Regions from separate parts of the Mus musculus genome. Here region 2 is linked to region 1. Evidence: chromatin contacts called from public HiChIP or PLAC-seq data. All regions are on one chromosome and are shown on one strand. Each heading gives the region's core, a stretch centred on a gene start, on an enhancer-like site or on the middle of the called end of the contact. The rest is flanking DNA. Distances are from core to core; before and after follow the strand shown.

What was found. HiChIP or PLAC-seq counts read pairs in DNA pulled down with a chosen protein or histone mark.
Region 2: an H3K27ac HiChIP or PLAC-seq map of double positive thymocytes shows a contact between it and region 1, with 8 read pairs. The contact joins two enhancer-like sites. A contact is called at or near these places in 1 of 15 datasets of contacts at CTCF or cohesin (CD8 T cells), 2 of 484 Hi-C or Micro-C datasets (double positive thymocytes and nephron progenitors), 1 of 115 datasets of contacts at active chromatin or transcription factors (double positive thymocytes) and 2 of 9 other capture datasets (adipose tissue and pancreatic islet).

The regions. Positions count from the first base shown.
Region 1 is chr1:43,464,691-43,472,363 of GRCm38.p6, reverse strand. All of the region lies in intron 1 of Nck2 (non-catalytic region of tyrosine kinase adaptor protein 2), which reads right to left. Among named protein-coding and RNA genes, the nearest start is that of Nck2, 23 kb to the right of the region's middle. Within about 2 kb of position 4,488, at least 74 of the 459 cell types and tissues checked have an H3K27ac peak or open chromatin away from gene starts, as enhancers often do. A contact at or near this core is called in double positive thymocytes, where this site is marked.
Region 2 is chr1:43,597,690-43,605,362 of GRCm38.p6, reverse strand. No RefSeq gene overlaps it. Among named protein-coding and RNA genes, the nearest start is that of Gm38628, 79 kb to the left of the region's middle. Within about 2 kb of position 3,567, at least 14 of the 459 cell types and tissues checked have an H3K27ac peak or open chromatin away from gene starts, as enhancers often do. A contact at or near this core is called in double positive thymocytes, where this site is marked.

The sequences.
Region 1 (7,673 bases), core at 3,239-5,738:
GCTCCAGGTACAGCGCAGAGTAACACAGAGGTGAGGCAGAGCAAACACTCCTGAGTGAGGCAATGGCCCGAGGAAAACAGGAACTCCTCACTTAGGTGAGAGGGCAGATCTGCTTAGAGCAGGGAACAATTTGTTGGTGAAGAAATGAGATGGAATGAAAGCTTGTTAAGAAGAAAGCCTTTGTAATAACTGAAAGGAAGGGGAAGTCCCACACTGGGACAAGGAGATGACAGCAGAGGCAGTCAGGACAACGCCAGAAGGTGGGATTAGGAGTCTGGCATGCAGGAGAGGGCAAGAAGTCTCAGGTTCTGAGGCAATATTTTTGTCACTGTCCTATGCATTTCCTCTACACTGATGACTGTATGCTAAGCCAAGAGTGACATGCAAGCCCTGATCCAGTACTGCCCAGTGCACTGGCCAGTCCCAGTACTGAGTGAGAGGGAACGCAGACAGGAGACATTAGGTCACTCTTGGAAGAGTTGGTATGAAACATGGTCCATAGCTAAAGATGAAGTCTAAGTAGGGTTACAATGAAAGAACAATGTCCCAGGGAGAAACACAACAAATGCGATCCTTTATCTCAGCCTTCTACTTATTAAACACAGGCAGATGATAGGGTCCTGTGTTATGCATGCAAAAGCTGGGTGTGTTCCCCTCTGGGACCAAGTATGCAAGCTCACTTTGGAGCTGAGTCTTGAGGAGGTCAAAGTCAACAGTCCAAGTAAGGCTTTGGTTTCCAAACTAGGGATTAAAAAGAGCAAGTACTCCCAAGAGGTTCTGAGAGGCTACTGGGAAGATACCAGAATGAATCACTCAGCCTCCCCAGGCCACCACATTGCCATCCTTAACAGCATCTGCCTGCATGCCTCTCCTCTGCCTCCAGTAGAGTGAATGAAAAGGGGGATTTTATAAGCCGAAGTTCCCCAACACTGGGCGGTGAGGGAGTTCCCAGACATCTTACAAGCCTGAACTGAGGGAAGGGGAACTGATAGGTAGTCCTGAGAGTGCCCATGGACAGGGGAAGTCAAAGCCCTGGGGGCTTCTGGGAACAGTTGTAGGGAAAAAAATACAGATTTGAATGGCAGGTAGGTCCAAGAGCAGAAAGACAGCCTTGAGACCAAGACTTTGACTTTGGGCAGAAGAAAATGGCTAGGTATCCAGCTTTTTCTAGAAAGGTTTATGGACTCTAAGAAAACCTGAACTGCCTCCTTTTTAGAAATATTAGCTTTTAAAAACTTTCTTTTAGTCATAACAAAATACTGGTTTCTACCTAAGGGGCATAATAAGAGTGAAAGTACTCTTGAAGAATCTGTCCAAACCAGGCCCCACGTTTCTTACTAGAAACGATCAGTTATAAAACGGCAGAATCACAGTGTTAACAGCAGATCTGATAACGAGCGGTCGAGAAGCATATCAGATGCCAGGCCAGCGCGTGAAGCCCAGACTACTCCTTAGAATGACTTCCTTCAAGAGCTGAACTACTTTAAAAGACCAAAAATATTTTTACCAACCTGCTAAACATCTCCATATTTAAAATAATGGAAACTAATTCACAAGCCAGGGGGGAAAAAAATGGCTCAGTGGGTAAAGTACTTGCTGAGCAAAAAGAAGGTGCTGACTTAGATCCTAGCACCCAGGCCAGGCATGATGGAACATGCCTAAATTCCCAGTGTTGGAGAAAGCACAGCATGAATGGGAGGATCCTGGGAGCTTGATGGTCAGCTGGTCTAGCCAATCAGTGAGACGCCGTGGAGAGCAAACTGGGAAGATGTCTGACATTGAATTTGGCCTCCCCTGGGCATACATAGGTATGCATATTCACCCACCCACCCAGACAGACAGACAGACAGACACACACACACACACACACACACACCACTAGTAACAACTCAATTTACTCTTGCTGTCCACATCCCAGGCACTATTGCCTGCTGATACCACAGGCAGTCTAATTCTGAGTTATGTCAGGACCGTTTTAGAGACCCTTGGCCTTTCTTTCTAAAGCAGATCTACTAACCTTCTGCTTCTAAAGCCCCCTGCTTCCACTGACACTATTTTAAATACCATCATTTACACAAACACACTCACATACGGTGTAAGTTTCCAGCCTCTTAATTACCTAGAAACAACCACGCTGTGTATTTCACCCACTAGCAAAGTAGAAGGCAGGTACAGGTGCGACCCTTCATAAGAATGTCCGCCATAAGAGGAGGTACCAAGTGTGTTTCCTCCTGAAGCTGTTAAGACACTCAGAGGCCATCAGCCACCCTCTTCAGTTTTAAAGCATCTGTACAAAGACATGCTCAGAGTAGGAAATGCTTAAACCTCTCAGACACCCCTTTAGCGGCCAGGATCCGCTTAATTCCATAGCGGTTATTCTACTGCGACACCATTCCTGTGAAAAGGCTTAAATAAGGCTCGGCACAAGGCACCGCTCTGCTTGTCTTGCTCTGGGGTTTGTTGTGTGGCACTAGAGCTGGGCCCCAGAGCCTCACGCAAGTTAAACAAATGTTCTACCCAACCTTACCCATATTGTAACTATCCATCTACAGACCTTCTCTCCTAGAGAAGAAGGATCAAGAAACAATCTACGTGATACAGGCTGACTGAAGAGGGCAAGATCTGAGACAGAGCTCTGGCTCCTAGTCCTGAATGCAGCTTCATATTAAAAAAACCTAAAAAATAAACATTAAAACGCCAAGTGAGTGTAGCTTAGTGATCGAGCGTTCTCCTCCAAGTATACTCAAGGCCCCAGCTTCTATTCCCAACATGTGGGGTAAAACAACGCCGTGCAGAAGCACCACAGGAGGCAAAGAGAGGCTAAAGACATCACTAAGAACTCAAAACCCTCTGCTACGTTAATTACCAGCAGCACCTAGACGCACACACCCTATCCACCAAACCTGGCTAGATGAGGCCGAGCAGATCCAGAGCGCTACGGTTATGAGACAAGCTCCCATGTCAGTCTGCTCTGCGCACCGTCCACAAGGACAGTGGGCAGGATGGAGAGAGTTTTAGCTACATAACCTATTTCTCGGAAAGCCCACAGGGAAACTTATCTTCCACAGCTCGGTTATTCTTCAGCAAGTTATTGTGAGCACAGTCACAATGCTACGCTTAAAGATCCCTAGTAATGTTACTATATTTTCCTGCATTTGCTTCCTGAGAACCAAGATGTGGGGGAGTTACCAGTGCAGTGAGATTCACAATTACTCAGACAAGGGCAAGGGAGAATGGAAAATAAGCAAGCCTCAGCTGCTCACAGAGAAGTGTTTTAAATAGGTCTTGCCAGCTGGGGAAGGGGTGGGGATGGGTGGGCCTTGAGTTAGTGCTGCCCTGTCATGGAAATAATACAAAAAAGTATCTCTGGGCAGTGTTCTAGGCTTCCAGACAGAGCTCCCAGAAAACCTCAGAATTTCCAGAGTGATAGTTGATCCTGGGCCACAAAAGGCCACGACTGAACTTGTGCGTATGATGGGACATAATATGGGGGTCTTTCGATCTTGCCTCCACTGCTTGCTCAGAGGAGAGATGAACAGTAACTGGGTCTTAACTCTTAAACACTGGATTGGGGACTCCCTGGTTAATGAGCCCCTTGGGGTGATTTTCTGAAGGAAACTGGAAAGGTTGTAAAAACTCTGGAGCCACTCACTGCCCCAGCCACACACAGCCTGTGCATCCTTGTCCCCTGCCATTCCTGAATTGCATGTCCCCTAACAAACTAGCAGTAACTGACTTCTGCAAAATGTGGTGTTGCAGGTAGACCCGGGGCCTTTCCTGAGTCCTGGCAGCTGTCGCATGGCATTCATGAACAGGAAGAGGAAGGCATGGGAACTTATTAACTGATTAACTGATCAGTCAGAAATAGCGGCGGTTCTTTTGCAGCTAGCATCTGAAAGGGGGCCGGGGAGGGGCAGTCTTGTTGAGCCAAGTGCTCATAACTTAGGAGGAATGTACCAGTCCTGCAGTCTGCATTGGGGGTGACTATTATATAGGCCAGCCAGCTGGTATCAGAGGATGGGGCTGCCTACTATGGGGGCTTGCTTCCTCAGGATATGGCTATTCCAGCTGTGACGTGCTACAGAGTAAGACACATAACAGGGGGAACGCTGCAGTCTTCAAAAAAAAAGGGGGGGGGGGTTGGAATGTAGTAAATTGACACGCTGACTATATGTTGGCATGACATGGGTTCTACTGGGTTCATCCACATACCACTAAAATCTGTCTGCTTCCTTTTACTTTTCAGTTGTGGTTGCGGGGGTCACGGGTGCTATATCTGTAGTGCTCGCACACAGGTTGCCCTCTGTTTCTACAGGATAATACTTTGAAATTTACCTCAAATTTTCCATGAAGAAACAAGCAAGTCTACAGATTAAGACATCGGGTATAAGCCAGGAACCACTCTGTTTCAGAAACCCTCTGCTGAAGGCTGCCTCCTCCTCTTGCCCCAGAAAACAGTGCAGAGCTATGGTGCCAAGAAAGGGGCAGGCAAGGCTCCAAAGCAGCATTGTCACACTTCAGATCTGTACTTCCGGCGTACAGGGTGAACAGGCTTCTTCCAGAAAGAGCGAAAAAAACACAGTGTGTTGGCCTTGTGGGTCACAAGCTCACAATTACTCAATCCCACTACACTACCACGACTATGCTACCACGACTATGCTACCACGAAAGCGGCCACAAGCAGCATGCAACTGACCAATCCCAGCTGTCTTCTTTTTCTCTTTTTTGATTTTGTGTATTTCTTTCTTTGCGACAGGGACTCATAGCCAGGCTGGCCTTGAATCCCTGATCCTCCTGCCTCCATCTTCCAAGTATTAGGGTTATGTACCACCATGCCTGGCCAGGGTGTGTTCTAATACGGCTGATCACACAAAAGGTAGCGGGACAGATTCAGTCCAGGGGCTATTTGCCAAGCACTGTTCTACACATTCAGAAAGAGATATTCCTAAATGTGTCTTATCAGCGCACCAAGCTAGAACATCTACAAAAATACCTTCCACAAAACAGCAGTTAAGCTATTGTGGAAACAAGGCTAAATGAAAAAAATAAAGTCCTACCGAGTTAACTCAATGTCAACTTCTAAGCTTTTATTGTCCATCACGAGCAGACTATGCTGGCAGTTGCCCTACAGTAACAACTGAATGGGAAGTTACATTAATACATTTCTCTACTTTTTAAATGGGGTTGCCTACAGTGGCTCAACAACAATAAATATGACACCACTAAAGTAAAAGGGATCTAATGAAAGGAACAGACAGGACTCCACAATCAAACACTCCAGGCTTCCTCTTTCTAGAGAGAGGAAGGTGAGCACGACCGTTCAGCATTGGTAGGTGAGAGTGGACTTCACCCACACAGAATCCCTGCAATGGCAAAGCGCACAGAGGGAATAAAACCCCCGCAGGCCCTCTAAACACAGACACAAGGTTTGTGGATGGAATTATGCTCAGTCAGCACCAGAAGCAGCAGCCCCTGGTTCCGTGTGCTGCTGAGCACCATCCACCTCACACAGCGACCTATGTGCACCTATGTGCAACCCACATGGAAGGAGTTAAAGGACAGCAGGCTTCTGAGACCAACACTTCCCTCCACTCCTGAGTCTGACCAACAGTATGCATCCAAAAACAGAAACAAAAAACCCCTGAAAACAAAGGCACTAGTCTATCATTATACTAACTTGTAGACATTAAAACTAGTAATAAATCTAACAGACCTCATTACAGAAGGCAACAGAATGCAGGGCCTGAAACCTATGAGGGAGCAGAGGCAGGGTGTGTGGATGCAAGCACAGTCTGCAGAAGCCCATCCCTGGGTTCCTAGCACAGGCCACAGTGTAGATGGGCTCTGGGAAGGGAAAAGAGCCCTCAGAGAGCAAGGTATCTATGGCAGGTTAAAACAGACCAAGTTCTCCTACTCCTTCCAGTGCCTCCAGGACCACGCCCTCAGCACACACAGTTCCCAGCTGGAAGGCCTGCACACCTTCTGTGCCCCTCAAGCTGCGAGTGCTGCGGCATTTCACACCCACTGGTTCAAACTGGCCCTCACCTCCAACATCTCCTCTTCACCCTTTTGCTAAAAAAAAAAAAAAAAAAGGTACCCCGTAAAGTAATTTTCTGCACTCTTGAAAAAATTAGGGGAAACACCATAAAAACCTCACGGAGAACGAGAATAGTAATTTTGAAGAGTCATGCTTGGTAGCAAATGCTGACCAAGAAGTAATAAAAATAGGCCACTCTGGTATCCTGTATTAGTCACCTGACACTGCGTAATAAACAGTACACGTGTAGCAGCTGAAAATACACAGCCTACTACTAAGCTCTGTGAGTCTGGAGTCTGGGCCTGCCACATCCAATACACATGCCTACAAAGACACCCAGTCAAAACATGTCTTCTTCTAAAACGTACAATCTAAATAGTACCTCTGGTAGGCTATCTGCCTGTTTCAGGCATGACAAGCTGACGGAAAATACAATAATGTGCCACATAATGAAATTTCAGTCACTGACAAATCACGTAAGTTACAGTGGTTCTTAGGGGACACTGGAACACAAACATCCTACAGACTGGTAATGTCACAGCCACCCTGGCACTGATGCTCATGGAACCGACTGTGCCACATATGTAAATGCATGTGCAATTGTATGCAGGACATTACACTTGATGATAAATGACTGCTCATAGCACACACACACATACACACACACACAAACTATAACCCCTCTGCTGTCTTAAATACTTGGAGCTTACTGTGTCTCCTGATTGCCTCATGTTCTCTTGTGCTTAATTTAATCTTGTACAGCTGTCATCATGACTACAAACAAGAGAATGAACACACACATACATACATACATCCAGACCTTCCAGGTGTGTAACATGGCTGTCTGGTATTCCTGTACCATTTAGGTTTGTGACATGAATCACATGACAGATTTCTCAAGCACACCCCCACCATTAGATGATGTTTGTGTGTAGCAAATGGGTTACTAAACAAAGGAATACCCAGGCCTCTCTTTCATCTGGCCACTGACTAAAAGCATAATAATCCAACTCTACCATTTACCCTGTGCCCCAAATATGGCTCCAATGAACAACCTACCAAGAGCAACAGTCACTCTTAAAAGGACATGCCAAGGCTAAGAGTGTTTCATCTGTTGTCAGGAAGTCCCTTCAAAGGGAGAGATGTATGTGTTGAGAAGATTGTACAGTTATACACAGTGGCCACAAAAACAGAGGCTGCAAACATGAAGCTGAGAACAGGAAGTCTGCAAGATGGGGAGGAGTCTTCTTCACAACTGTCTTAAGGAGTCTGTTCTGCTCATTTTAGCAAGACATGAATTTATAAAATTAGAACAATAAAGAGATACACTCAATAAAGAAGAATAAAGTTACTGTGTCATCCTTACTATTCAAAGGCATCCATACCACAGAAAGAAAATAAATAAAAAGTGCCAAAAAACTGTGTCTCAGAAATCAAGGTCTCGGGCTAGGGGTGTGGTTCAGTGGTAGAGCTCTTGCCTAGCATACCTGGGGCCCTCATAAATAAATCTCTAAGTAAGCAAGTAAGAAAGGAGGAAAGGAGGAAAAGAAAGGGGATGGATCTGGGTCTCAATAAAATACTTGGAGCTCTGTTTGCACCTACAGATCTTTTTGCCTGGCAAAGCCGCCAGCTTCTC
Region 2 (7,673 bases), core at 2,318-4,817, 130 kb before region 1:
TCCTCCATCCATATCCCTTATGAATGAGGGTCAGTAGGTGTGGCCAAATAGAGGCAAAGACATACATCCACTTTCTCCTTTTCTGATATGTTCTTCTAGTCTCAGTATCTAGACCAAATCTTGGGGTTTTTCAAATCCCCAGCCTTGTGTATTTTCATCATGTGTCACTTTTGGCAGACTTGAATTGTTCTGGTAGTATCCTAAACTTAGTGAACTGACTTGTCCTCACACCACCTGTACTAGTTGATTTTGTGTGTCAACTTGAAACAAGCTGGAGTTATCATAAAGAAAGGATTGTCAGCTGAGGAAATGCCTCCATGAGAGGCATTAGTGATCAGGGGGCCCTTTGCCCTTTCTGGGTGTTGCCATCCCTGGGCTGGTAGACTTCTATAAGAAAGCAAGCCAAGCAAGGCAGAGGACGCAAGACAGTAAGTAACATCCCTTCATGGCCTCTGCATCAGCTCCTGCTTCCTAACCTGCTTGAGTTCCAGTCCTGACTTCCTTTGGTGATGAACAGCAATGTAGGAAGTGTAAGCTGAATAAATCCTTTCCTCCCCCAATTTGCTTCTTGATCATAATATTTTGTGCAGGAATAGAAACTCTGACTAAGACAAATTGGCACCAGCATAGTGGGGTATTCCTGTAACAACCTGACCATGTTTTGGGGACTGTGGAAGGACCTTGGAACTTTGGGTTTGAAGAGCCATTGGGTGTTAAGAGCTCTGTGGGATGTTCTGTAGGAGCTTGGAAGATAATGTTGAGAGCAGTGCAAATGATGAAGGTCTGGCTTGTGAAATTTCAGAGGGAAGATTAAAGACTCTTATCAGGGCCATTGCTATTTTGATTGTAAAGATTCTGTAGTTTTGGTTAGCTGGGGCTGAAGAATCAGCTGTGATTAACAAGAGACCAGAACTACTAAAGCAGAACCTTTGCATTACTGGGGCTGTTGATGCTGGTTAACTGGAGTTAAGAAATTAGCAGTGATGAAGAAGAGACCAGCATCAATAAGTTGAAATCTTCTGGGAAGTGTTTCCTGAGAGCACAGAGAAGCTGTGTTCCAGAGGCAGCCACGGTAGTACCTCATGCTGCAGCTGAACTTGGTAATGTGTAAGAATCACCCAGGTGGTACTGGTTTTGAAACGTGAAGATGTAGCATATGATGATTGGCACTGTGAGAGGCCAGGAGAAACCATTGGTGAAGGTGCAGCCTCAGTGGCTGTTGAAAGCCCAGGACTGAAGGAGTCAATCAGGGAAGTTGAGGCTTAGTACCATTAAAAGAGCCTATGAGAGGCTATTTGTAAAAGTGCAGTCCATTTACAGTGGAAGACAGCAGTGTTTTGGAGATGCCAGTACCATAAGATGACCACCAAGAGCAGCAGCAGCAGTGGAGTACGGGCAGCTGGAGCCTAGAAAACAAGCTGTGTGCTACAAATGGCAGAGCTGGAGAAGTGATCCAAGCCCTTGGAGGAACCTAGAATACTGTGAGTGGGTCCCAGACATTGGATGGCTAGAATTTGATTTTGCTTTTAATTGTGACTGTGCCCTGATATTTTAGTGGAGCCCACAATTAAGAGACTTTGAATTGTAAAAAGACTTTGAGTTTTAAAAGGCTTTGGATATTTTAAAGGGATTGGAATTTTAATATGTAAAGACTGTGGGACTTTTAACGTTATTTAGGTCTTGGGGATGAATAAGAAAGTAAGAATTAAGGCTTAATAGTGATGTGTTTGTGTGTCAAGTTGACAAGGGGTCAATTGTATTGGCTGGTTTTGTGTGTCAACTTGACACAAGCTGGAGTTATCATAAAGAAAGGAGCCTCCCTTGAAGAAATGCCTCCATAAGATTCAGTTGTAAGGCATTTTCTCAATTAGTGATCTAGGGTGGGAGGGCCCATTGTGGGTAGTGCCATCGCTGGGCTGGTAGTCCCCGGTTCTATAAGAAAACAAGCTGAGCAAGCCAATAAGTAACAACCCTCCATGGCCTCTGCATCAGCTTCTGCTTCTTGACCTGTTTGAGTTCCAGTTCTGACTTCCTTTGATGATGAACAGCAATGTGGAAGTGTAAGCTGAATAAATCCTTTCCTCCCCAACTTGCTTCTTGGTCATGATGTTTTGTGCAGGAATAGGAACCCTGACTAAGACACCACCTAACTTGAACATCAAGAGTCACTTTCTTAGGAATTCCCCAGTGGAGACATCTGATGTTTCCCATCCCCTGCTATAAATTTTGTAGAATGAGGGTGACTCTGAAATTTTTCATACTTCTACCATTGCTTCTTGAGTACCTGGTATATCTTTTGTAGCTGGAGTCATTCAGTAAGTATCCCAGAATAACTACCATTATTCCTATTTTTCAAATATCTTTCTTAATTTTCCTATAATGCCTCCAACTCTCAGGGATAAAGAAAGAGTCAACATTTTTGTTGCTACCAAGTAGACTTTTTCTGTTCAGTTTCTTCGACTTCAATGTCAGCTTTTGTTTTCATAGTGAGTACTGAGTTTCCTAGTCATTCTAGACTGAACACACTGAGGCCAGTTAAGTCCACTATCGTAAATCTTTCAATGTTCCCTTTGAATGAAAAACTTTCCCCTTGTTCCTGTAGCCCACCTGACCCTTGCCTGTGTGTAGTTGGTCATCAGAGGTTGTCTTGAGCTGATGATGACATGAGACATTATCCATCTCCAAAATGCATTCTTGTAGTTTTGTTTTGTTTTCAAGAGTTGTAGCTTTGGCATTCCTCTCCTGGAACATTCTCATAGAACTTTTGAGATGGGAAGTATTTTACAGCGTGTATTCCTTTTGTAAAATAACCAGTCTCCCTACAGATATAACAAAAGCAGGAGGCTCTAGATGAGAAGATAAGGTGTCTGGTGGTATCATGTCTGAATGAGAAATGCCCCCCATAGGCTTAGGTATTTGAACACTTGGTGGTATCGTGTCTGAATGAGAAATGTCCCCCATAGGCTTGGGTATTTGAACACTTGGTCTCCAGTTGGTGGCGCTTTGGAAAGATGTTTAGGAGGTGTGGTCTTGCAGGAAGAAGTATGTCACTGGGGATGGGCTTTGAGAGTTACAGCCTTATACCATCTCCAGTTTGCTCCATCTGCTTCATGCTTGCTGTTAAAGATGTGATCTTTAAGCTTCCTGGTCTTGCCACCGTGTCTGCCCCACTTACTACCATGCTTCTGCCCAGCTATGGTGGATCCTTAACTCTCTGGAACTGTAAGACAAAATAAACTCTCCCATAAGTTATTTCTGGTCACATGTGGTGCGTATGAGCAGTGCATTAGGCTTGCTCACTGGCCTTGCCCCTCTTCTTGTCCTCTAATTCTACGATTGTCCTCCATACCTGTATGAGTGAGACCACTCCTTTCTGGGGTTCAGAAACAGTTTAGTTCAATTACAATCATTTCTGTCAAAATAGTTTTCAGACATTAACTTTGGACATTTTAGTCAATAGACTTTTTTTTTTTTTAAAAAGATTTATTTTATGTTCAGTTACATGTTTATGTGGTGGTATGTGCCTATAAGTGAAGGTGCCTGCAGGTGCCAGGAAACAGTGTCAGATTGTATGCAGGAAGCCCAGGAGAGCTCAAGACCTCGGTGTCCACTGCGACTTTGCATAAGAATCCTTTATTACGAGTCTTGACCTGGATCACAAACTTTCCCACAGCATAGGTCAGGAGTATGACCACGAGCTTGGGTGTCTTGGCACTTAGATACAGGGTAGTTAGAAATTCTTTGACTGCTTAGAGTGAAGGGGAGGGAAGGCTGCTGAGGTAAGTCATAACTCAGACACAATACCATTTGGTAGAGCTCGAGGCTGACAGGGGGATTCTTCTGACCTAAAGATTGTCTTTTGTGGGGCTATGAGGAACGAGTTACATGGCTGGCCATAACTGTCTGGGACCTCCTTTCTTCTATGATTTAAGCGTGGGACCCTAATCTCTTTTCTCCATCTCTTTTCTCCGAGGACAGGCACCAACTGCACCTGGTTATCTGGAAAAGTGCTAGTCTCTGCACAACTGAAGCTGGGGTGTTTTGTCATTTGTCTCACTCAGGGTGGCACCTGTGGCTCCTTGAGTCCTCTCTCGGAGTGGCTAGGGAGGAGGGGGAAAGAATCCCTTCGTTTGCTGCAGGGGGAGGGGAGCAGAGTTTGAAGAAAGCAGGGCTTCTGAAGGAAAATGCAGAGGCAAGCTTCAGTAGCAAGCCTCCTGTGCTTCTGAGAGAAACCCAGAAGTAAGCCGCCATCGAGGGTCCCCCCCTCCCCCGCCACCCCCCGCTGTGCTTGCCTAGAGCAAAAGTTATATGCAGTTGTGAGCCACGAGATATGGGTGCAAGGAACTGAATTCAGGTACTTCTCTAAAGAAGTAATGGGTCTCAACCATTGAGCCATCTCTCCAAACCTGGAAAAAAAAAAAAAAAAAAAGACTTTTTAAACCTGTCATACCATAAAGGGAATCACTGAATTTTTCTTACTCTCCCTTTTCTTGTCCTTTTAGCAATTTGGTTTTTGTTGTTGTTGTTTTGTTTTGTTTTGTTGTTTTGGGCTTTTTGTTTGTTTGTTTTTGGTTTGTTTGTTTGTTTTTTGGTTTTTCGAGACAGTGTTTCTCTTTGTAGCCCTGGCTGTCCTGGAACTCACTTTGTAGACCAGGCTGGCCTTGAACTCAGAAATCCGCCTGCCTCTGCCTCCCAAGTGCTGGGATTAAATAAAAGAGAGAGAGAGACAGAGAGACAGAGAGACACAGAGAGACGAGACACAGAGAGACAGAGAGAAAAGGAAAAGCAGGGGAGAAGAGGAGGAGGACAGGGCAGAGAGGCAAGTGGCTCCCAGGACTGTGTGGTGGAGCACTTGGGAACTGACATAGGTGGTGATTTACATGGTAAGTAACACAGTTTGGGGAAGCTCCTGCATCCTCAGTGTGGGGACTGAGATGACTTTGCTGGCCAATGGGGAACTCAAATGTATGGGCTGTAAAGCATAGGAAACTGTTGTGGCTGGTTGGATGTGGTGTCTTGCCGTGGCAATCTGTAAGTCTTTTCAGCTGTGGACTCATTCTGCAATCATAAAGCAGGGGAAACCCATCCCCAAGTCGTGGGTCCAGGACTTCTATTCCAGAGTCTCGCTGGAGTGTTGTTCTCCAGTCTCAGCACAGTGGAGACATAACTTCTCCTTGCTTGAGTACCTTTCTCCCCAGCAAACCTGGATGGATATGTCAGACATGGTCCCTCGTGTTTCAAAAGGGAAAGCATAAAATGAGTTGGACAAAAACTTGGTCTGCTAGGATTTCAGGTGATAAGAGATGGGGTGGGGGGTAAGTGTTGGAGCTATATATCTTAGAGGAAAATGGCAGGAAGCTGTGGGAGGTGCATTCTCAGTGGCTGGATGAGTATCATCCTGTGAAGGCAATAGCCAGATATTAATCCCACTAAACCAGATATGTACAGCATTTTGGATATATCCAGGAGGTGAGGTAGAAAACAGGAAAGAGAAGATCCAGAACTCCATCAAGCCTACTACTCCTGGACCTTCCTGGAACTAAACCATTAACAGACTTCATATTGCTCTCTACATTTACCAGCTCCCACCTGCATGGATAACAGAGATATATGGGCTAGAGAACCTTCTAGAGCAGGGTGGGGCCACAGGAAAAAAACCATGCTCTGCCTAGCTGGGCTATAGGGGCTTGGATGTGGGGCATGGTAGCCTTAAAATGAACATGTGAGGAGTAGATAAGGGGAATTCATTGCTCTCCAACCCACACAGGTCTTAGGCCTGAGTCTGTTCAGTTTTAAGGCAAGTCAAAACATGCCTCTATCCCACTGAAAAGAATTAGATTCCTTTTGGTTTGACAAAAAGTGTAATGTTTACAGACTACTCTCTGTAAGCCATTGTTTGTTCCCCAATGTGAATGAGACAAGGGGAATTAACAAAGCAACTAGGACAGACAGAAACATTCCAGCTCCAACCTAAGAGCTGCTGCTGTGTCCTGGTCTCTTTCCATAGCAAGAGCCCTGAGATGGGTGAATTAAAAAGCAGAAGATTGACTTTGCCTGAAGTTTTGAAGGTCAGTACATGGTTGGTGGGTGTCATTGGTTTCAGAACGTCAGTGAGTAGAGACATCATGATGGGAATAAATGGCAGAGGGAAGAAGCTAAATATAGCCTCAACAGAAAGAAAAATAGGGAAAGTGGCTGTATCTAAATGATAATGAAACAAGTTTGTAATCCTAGCACTTGGGAGAAGGAGGCATGAGGATCAGGAATTATTCTTCTTATTATTATTATTATTAAATTTATTTAATCTTTTTGTACAGTACAGTCGTTATTCCCCTCCTGGTCTGCCCTCTGACTGTTCATTTCCCCATACCACCTCCCCCATCTCCAAGAGGATGTCCTCCCCACCCCTAGACCTCGCCACTCCCTGGGGCCTCAAGTCTCTCGAAGTTTAGGTGCATCTTCTCTCACTGAGGCCAGACAAGGTAGTCCTCAGCTGTATATGTGTTGGAGGCCTCATATGAGCTTATATATGCTGCCTGGTTGGTGCCTCAGTGTCTGAGAGATCTCAGGGGTCCAGGTTAGTTGAGACTGCTTGTCTTCCTATGGGGTTACCCTCCTCCTCAGCTTTTTCCAGCCTTTCCCTAATTCAACCACAGGGGTTCCTGGCTTCTGTCCATTGGTTGGGTCTGCATCTGACTCAGCTTCTTATTGGGCCTCTTGGAGGACAGCTATGCTAGGCTCCTCTCTGTAAGCACACCATAACACCAGTAATAGTGTCAGGCCTTTGAGCCTCCCCTTGAGCTGGATCCCAATTTGGGCCTGACAGTGGACCTCCTTCCCCTCAGGCTCTTCTCCATTTTGGTGCCTGCAGTTCTTTTAGACAAGAGCAATTCTGGGTCAGAGTTTTTGATTGTGGGATGACAACCCCATCCTTCTACTTGATTCCCTGTCTTTCTACTGGAGATGGACTCTACAAATTCCTTCTCCTCAGAGTTCCACATACAGAGTTCAAGACCAGTCTGATTATTTGAAACATCATCTTTAAAAAAAAAAAAGGAAAAATAAAAAACTCATTAATTTACTTTGTATTGAACTTATGTTGAAATAAGACTATGTTAAAATTAATTTTAAATTTTCTTTACTTTAAAAATGTGATTCTTAGGGAATATATAACTATATCTGTGCACTGCTCTGGGGAGACACCTGAGATCTTTTGACAAACTTTGTCTCAATCTGAGCCTTTAAGGAAAGGCTCCTTGATGTTTCTATCATGTTCTGCTCTGGACCTTCAGATCCCATTGTCCCAGACCCATTCAGGTTCAGAGCACATTCCACCCAAGGAGATGTTTCTGCAGTGAGAAGCATTTCAGCCAAAGTGGCTCTCAAGGATAATGTTCTGAAAAGACTCCACAGCAGAGTCTCCAGAGACTGATGAAGCACATCTTTTATGTGGGTGGTTTCTAAGTAGTCTTTGTGGAAGAATCTATGAGACTGCTGGTGTTAGCAAACTCAGAGCACAAAAAACTGGTCCAAAGCCCACCTCCTCACTGCAGTAATTCTCAGAGCCTTTAATTGATAGCAGATATCATGACTCCCAACAGCAAAACATTGTAGGTGACCATGGTGGTCAGCATTGACTGTGACAGTATTTAGAATGACCAACGGAAATCTGG